Linked DNA regions of Mus musculus: region 1 is linked to region 2. A link is a contact called in public promoter capture Hi-C data. All regions are on one chromosome and are shown on one strand. Each heading gives the region's core, a stretch centred on a gene start, on an enhancer-like site or on the middle of the called end of the contact. The rest is flanking DNA. Distances are from core to core; before and after follow the strand shown.

Region 1 (3,597 bases), core at 479-2,978, 300 kb before region 2:
GTCTGATTGAGTGATTTCTCAGTACTCTCCATGAACTTCTGGCTACCGCCTGGCTTTTTCTGAAGATGGGTCAACTACCATAAGAGACCCCTGGTTCCTTCTGCATTTGCTACCTTAAAAAACTGGGGTGTGTGGGAGAGGGGAGACTCAGTGGTTAAGAGCACTTGTTACTCCAGAGTTTGATTTCAGTACCCACATGGAGGCTCTCAATCAATCCCGCCTAACTCTATTTCTAAGGAAGCTGAAGCCCTCTTCTGACTTCCATGGGCACTAGGCATGTGTATGATACATATACACATACATTCAGGTAAAACATTCATACACATAAATCTAAAATAAATTAAAAAAGAAAATTTTGCTGGGCAGTGGTGGCGCACGCCTTTAATCCCAGCACTCGGGAGGCAGAGGCAGGCGGATTTCTTAGTTCAAGGCCAGCCTGGTCTACAGAGTGAGTTCCAGGACAGCCTGGGCTATACAGAGAAACCCTGTCTCGAAAAAAAACAAAACAAACAAACAAACAAAAAAAGTTCACAGAACCTGGAAGGGACAGTGCAGCAGCTAAAGAGCACTAGCTGCTCTTCAAAGGACCTGGCTGATTTCCCACCGGCACGAAGGCTCACAGCCATCAGTAACACCAGGTTCAGGGGTTTAATACCCACTTCTGGCCTCTGCCTGCACCAGGCACACAAGGGATGTAGATATACATGTAGGTAAAATACCCATACACATAAGGTTAAAATACATATTTTTAATCTCAAGGCTGAGGATGAAGCTCAGATGTAAGACATTTGTCCTATATGTCAGAGGCCTTGCATTCACTCCTTAACTCAGTAAAACAAAAATATCTTACTCCACCCTCTTCTTCCTTCAAAGACAGCAAGAAGTTGGGAAAATTCTGTTTAGGCTTTTTGTTTGTTTTGGTTTTTGAGACAGGGTTTCTCTGTGTATAGCTTTGGTTGTCCTGGAACTCGCTTTATAGACCTTGAATTCACCAAGACCTTCCTGCCTCTGCCTCCCAAGTGCTGGGACTAAAAGCCTGCACCACCACCGCCCAGGCTGTGTAGGCTTTAAAAAAAGAAGACTTAAGGATTTTTTGTCTTGGTACCATACAGCCTTATCTGAGTGCTGTGCTCTGCTGACCTTGGACCATTTGGACGCTTTTGAAGGAGTAGTCAAGAGGAGGCTCCTGCACGGAAGTGTTCATATAGTCCCGTGAGCTCATAGTTCAGGCCATCATTCATCAGGTGGAAGCATGGGCCCTGGGAGTCTGGCTTCAGCCTGGGAGGACAGAAGAGAATCAATGCTCCAGATATGGAGTGTCTATGCTCAGGATTCCCCACAGCCCTCCACACTGCTTTCTACTCTCTAGAGCTCTAGGCCTGCCTATCTGCATTGCCATTTTAAGATACTGGTGCTTTCATGTATAGTATACTTCTTAGATAAACTTCACAACACTCTGAACTCATCTGATAGTTCGAGCACCCTTATCTTAGGAGATGTTTTGTTTTATTGACATAGGGTCTAATGTAGCCCAGGCTAATCTCAAATTAATGATCTACCTTCCACAGCCTCCTGAGTGTTGGAATTATGGGTATGTACCATCACACAAGCTACAGTACCCATTCCTATTTTCCAGATGAAGAAATTGAGACCCAAAGGGTAAAGGACTTGCCCAGAGTTAAGCCGAGTCAGTTGTGGACCGCAGTCATAGTCTCCAGAATCGTACTCTGAGAACCTTCTTGCAACTCCACAATAGTTACCATAGAGACTGCCTGCTGCCTAGTCTCTGTTGACATCACCTGCAGTATTTTATTGCTTGACAACCCTTGAAGACCTTCCCTGAACCTGATGGGTGTTTGAGAGCCCTTCCCTTTCTGACACAGCTAGGTATTTGCTCCCTTCTCTGTGCAGCTTGTCAATCAGCCCTTTCCATCTGAGTACCCTGCTTCTAGTCACAGCTTGGGTTTAACTATGTATAAACAGAAAACAGGGTCCACCCTCACTCACCTGTCACTGAGGCCTGAAACGCCATCATAAGGGATTCATTCCTTTGGGTTTAGGGATTGTTCCCTGTTAAAATGGAAACATCCCTCAGAGAGAGGTGAACACAAAGTTATCAGTCATTTGTAATGTGTGATGTGTCTTATGCAGTCCTTTCCATTCTGTTAGGGAAAGTAACGCTGAGAACATGTTTTTCCTGAGACTAGGAAAAGCCTTGAACACTACTCACCTGGGAGGAAGAGAGCTGGAAACTCTACCAAGGGCTGTTGGTGTTTGGTGTGTGTGTTCTATTGTGTATCCTTTATTGTGTTCTATTGTGTGTGGGAATCATAGAAACAAAAGGCAAACTAGGTGTCTCTAGCCGGGCGTGGTGGCACACGCCTTTAATCCCAGCACTTGGGAGGCAGAGGCAGGTGGATTTCTGAGTTCGAGGCCAGCCTGGTCTACAAAGTGAGTTCCAGGACAGCCAGGGCTACACAGAGAAACCCTGTCTCGAAACCCCCCCCCCAAAAACAAAAACAAAAACAAAAACCCAAATGTGTCTCTAGGCTAGAGTCCCCTTTCACCCTACCCAATGTCAACACTTCTCTATATCCTTACTTCCCAAAGGATGAGGGTTAGAGCAATTACACACTCAGAGCAGGGTGCTCTGTAGAGCAGTGCTGTCAGAAGAAGACAATCAGGTCACAAATGCAGGCCTCATATATGATCTTTTAGATACATAGTTTCAAGATTTTAGGAGATTGTGGGCTGATGAGAAGGCTCAGCAGGTAAAGGCATGTGCTGCACAAGTCTCAACCTGAATTTGATCCCTGAAATATAATAGGAGAAAATCAAGTCCTTAAGATTGACTCAGCCGGGTAGTGGTGGCACATGCCTTTAATCCCAGCACTTGGGAGGCAGAGGCAGGCAGATTTCTCAGTTTGAGGCCAGCCTGGTCTACAGAGTGAGTTTCAGGACAGCCAGGGCTACACAGAGAAACCCTGTCTTGAAAAACCAAAAGGAGGAGGAGGAAGAAGAGGAGGAAGAAGAAAAAAGATTGTCTCATGACCTCCAGAGACTAGTCCACACACACACAGAACTGAATATATGGATATTTTTCAGAGCTATAATTTCAATAAAATGAAATGGGTAAAATTAATCCTAATATACTAACTCAGTATATTCAAAATATTTAACATGTAATCAATACTAGGAATTACTGGGATATTTTAGAGTCTACCCCAAGATGAATTAGCTACCTGTTGAGTCAGATGCTTAATTGTCACATATGACAATGGCCATCAATCTGCCTGCGCTAGGTTCTTCTAGACCGCTGGCCTCTATAGGCAGCAGACATAAATGGTGCACAAATATACATACAGGCAAAACAGCCATATATATACATTTTTATAAATAAATAAATAAATAAATAAATAAATGTGGGTACTAAACTAGGTTGGGCTTCTGCCTGCGCTAGGTTCTTCTAGTTTTACAAAAACCTGTGGAGGTTGCAGATGTGACTCAGTACCAGAGCTTGCCTGCCTAGTATGTGCAAAGGGTGTACATTCAATCCCTAACATCACAGCATATAATAATAATAATAATAATAATAAT
Region 2 (3,364 bases), core at 318-2,817:
TTTGACTACATAACAGGTTTGAGGCCTGTGTGGGCTATGTGAGATTCTTGCCTACTTTTTTTTTTTTTTTTTTTTTTTTTTGACTTTTCAAGACAGGGTTTCTCTGTGTAGTCCTGGCTGCCCTGGAACTCACTCTGTAGACCAGGCTGGCCTCGAACTCAGAAATGCGCCTGCCTCTGCCTCCCAAGTGCTGGGATTAAAGGCATGCACCACCACTGCCCAGCTCTTGCCTGCTTTTTGAAGGGAGGAGGATACTATTTTTTACTTTGCAATGTGGGAATGCTGATGGAGATTAGAGGACAACTTGTGGGAGGTAGTTCTCTCTTTCCATTCTGCTGTTTCCAAGGACTGAACTCGGTTATAGGCCTGGGTAGCAAGTACCATTAGCCACTGAGCTATCTCATCCACCCAGAGGTCTCACTGAACAAGTCACCTCACCCATAGGGGACTCAGTTAAAAAAAAAAAAAAAAAGATCCACTTTATTTTTATGAGGATTAAATGAGTTAAATGCAAAGTAGCAATGTGCCTAGGATGTGATTTTAAGTAGGATTTAAACGGTGATAACTGTCTGACTCAGAAGTCCCACTACTGCTACAGTTGGTCCTGACAATCCTCAAGATGTCTGTAGGAAATTGTTGATCCCCTCACCCTCCTTCCTATTTTGGGTAGGATAGTTTTTTCAAAAACTATCAGTCTAGGCCAGGCCAAAGTGGGAAAAGAACACCTGGACCTGGTTTCTTCTCCTCTTCCTCTTCCTCCTCCTCTTCCTCCTCCTCCCCCTCCTCCTCCTCCTCCTCTCCCCCTCCTCCTCCCCCCCCTCCTCTCCCTGCCCCTCCTTCTCTTCTTCCTCCTTTTCCGTGAAGAACCCTTAAGCTGGATCTGGCTGAACGTCCCGTCCCCCCCTCCCCCCGCCCCTTCCTCCTCCTCCCTCGCGTGCGCCAGTGATGTCGGACAGCATAGGGCTCCCTCTTCTGATAAAAGGTGAGAACAGCTTTGGCCCTTAGTTTCTGAGATGGGCGTAGATGATCTATCTGCAATGTGGCTTTTGGTTTATTTTTATTTTATTTTATTTTTCAGCTCCTTTTGTTGGATGCTGTAGCCGGTCATAGGGAATAAAGTTTGAGGGAAAATAGCCACGGCTGGGGCAAATTTGGCTTAATATTTCAGAAGTGCAAAGCTGGATAATTCGATTAGAATGAGGGTAGAGGACTGGAGAATCGGGTCAGGTAATGAAAGAATTTGGGCCCCATTGAATTAATTTTACATTCTTTCAACAGGTGATGGCATGCAGCCACAGGTAAGATGACAAGGTGACTTATTCAACATTTCAAAACCATGTGTCCTGGGCCCTCTGACTGCTCTCACGTACTCAAAAATAATGGGGACAGAGCCGAACTACTAGGGAAGCTTGGCTTGAGGAGACAGTAGATTATAAAGAAAGACTGGAGTCCCGGACCCCAAAATGGGGAGGAGCAAGTGTTGAAACGGGACCAGTTTCCTCTTTAAGACCCACCCCAGAGCGCTGGCCCCGCCTCACGCCGTTGCTGCTGCGACCCGCCCCCTTCCACTCGCCCCCGGGCCGGGCTGGGGCTCCCGGTTCCGCGCCCCTGGCTACGGGGTACGGCCCCCTATCCACCAGTACTTGGGTGAGTAAGGAGGGAATGGCCAGTTTGGACCACAGGGTAACGCCACTTCGGGAGCCCCGCCACGAGGTCCGGCCTCCGCAGGCCTGCGGTCTAGGCGCCTACCTGCCTGTGCCCACACTCAGAACCCCGGGAACTGCAGGCATCCAGGTGCTGAACTGTCTTGCTTTTGTCCACTCGGTGGCAGGGCTAGGTGTGCTGGGTTTAAAGACTGCCTCATTTATTCCGCAGGGCCTTTTGCTCGAGATTCCTCCAGGCACTGCAGATGGAGGCGTGGGGGAGCCCTGGAATCTCAGACTAGTTTTGAATCCCAGCTCTGCCAGTTACTAGCTTGTGGCTTTGAGTAAGTGGTTTTTTTTTTTTTTTTTTTTTTTTTTAAACTACCCTGGGACTTACTTTCTTTTTCTATGAAATGGGAACCCGGAGGACAACACCGTCTCCTAAAATAAATAGAACTAAAAGAGATATTGTATATCAAGTACTGAGCTCAGAATGTAGATTCTGACAGGAGTGTGGTAGTGAGATCTTTAGGGACTTTGGATATGAAGTGGTGGTACTTCTACAAAAACAGTTTTCAGAGCCTTGTAATCTTAGTAACAGGGAGGCAAGGACAGAAGGATTGGGAGTTTCCAGCAAGCCTGGACTACACAGTAAGATCTTTTCTCTGGAAGAGTGTACATAAACACGTGCACACACAAACTAAAATAAAATGAAATCAACTAAGTAGTGCCAATGAAGAACTCCTAGGTTGCCTAGGAGCAGAACTTAAGGTAGTGGGCTCCTCAAACTGAGCTATCAAGCAGTGGCCATGGTGGAGAGGCCTTCCAAGTAATCTAGACCATGTGATTTCCTCTTTTACAATTTGAAACAGGCCCAGGATGGTTAGGTGACTTGTCCAAGGTCATACATGTAAAAGGGAGGCCAGGCACACTGCCAAGAAGTAGAAGCAGCTATCTTTTCTGTTTGTTTCTGACACTGTCCTTGAATGCCACCCCCTGCCCCCCATTGACCCTGCATGGGGTAAGGTCCAGGGTAAGGTTCTTTCAAGCTGACGATCTGGTCTTCAGTTAGAGGATCCCAGTGGTTCACGGATACAGAGCAGCTGGCTTTGGGGAGGACCATTAGGAGGAGGATTGGGTTAAATCTACTTCAGAGAGTCTAGGTGTGGGCTGGCTGGCCACAGTGCTCTTGTGTAGGGCCCTATCTAGAGAATGGGTGAGATCTGGGAGGGTCATCAATGCCACTTCCAACTTCCCAGGGAGATGCTTGACCAAATATTTATTGCCCCAAAGGGGAGGAAGAACTTGAGAACTTGGGTCGGGCTACTTGGCAGAGAGGTAGGTGGAAAGGCAGAGGAAAATGTGGAGGTGTACCCACCTGTTTCTGGAATGCTAGGAGGCCAGCCTGAGATCAGAGTTCTATTTAAGGGTGGGGCCAGAAAGAGTCATGGCTTGAGACCAGAAGGGCCGGTTTTTATGTATCTGGAGCCAGCTATAGTTCGGCACCAAGAAACCTAAACTCTGAGAATGACTTCCCCAAGCTCAGCTTTGAGGAAGAGACTCTCTTGGTTTCTCCATCTTTACAATGGGAACAGGCAGACTGGTTCATGGGTATAGATATATGGTATTTGTTTTCTTTTCTCTTTTGCTCATTCCAGTTCTTTTTTTTTTTTTTTTTTTTTTTTTTTTTTGGTGTTTTTGAGACAGGGTTTCTCTGTGTA

Evidence for each region. Capture Hi-C pulls out chosen DNA fragments and counts their contacts.
Region 1: a promoter capture Hi-C map of pancreatic islet shows a contact between it and region 2. The contact joins the promoter of Lrrc51 here to the promoter of Pgap2 in region 2. A contact is called at or near these places in 4 of 39 promoter capture datasets (erythroid cells, hematopoietic stem and progenitor cells, liver and 1 more), 6 of 484 Hi-C or Micro-C datasets (B cells, the HL-1 cell line, embryonic stem cells and 2 more), 1 of 115 datasets of contacts at active chromatin or transcription factors (embryonic stem cells) and 3 of 9 other capture datasets (adipose tissue, liver and pancreatic islet).

What each region holds. Positions count from the first base shown.
Region 1 is chr7:101,919,497-101,923,093 of GRCm38.p6, forward strand. Lrrc51 (leucine rich repeat containing 51) reads right to left here and starts at 1,729. Exons shown (of 5, transcript NM_001357584.1): 1 at 1,673-1,729; 2 at 1,141-1,278. The coding sequence starts at 1,222.
Region 2 is chr7:102,221,504-102,224,867 of GRCm38.p6, forward strand. It overlaps Pgap2 (post-GPI attachment to proteins 2), which reads left to right and starts at 1,568. Exons shown (of 7, transcript NM_001382592.1): 1 at 1,568-1,647; 2 at 1,876-1,987.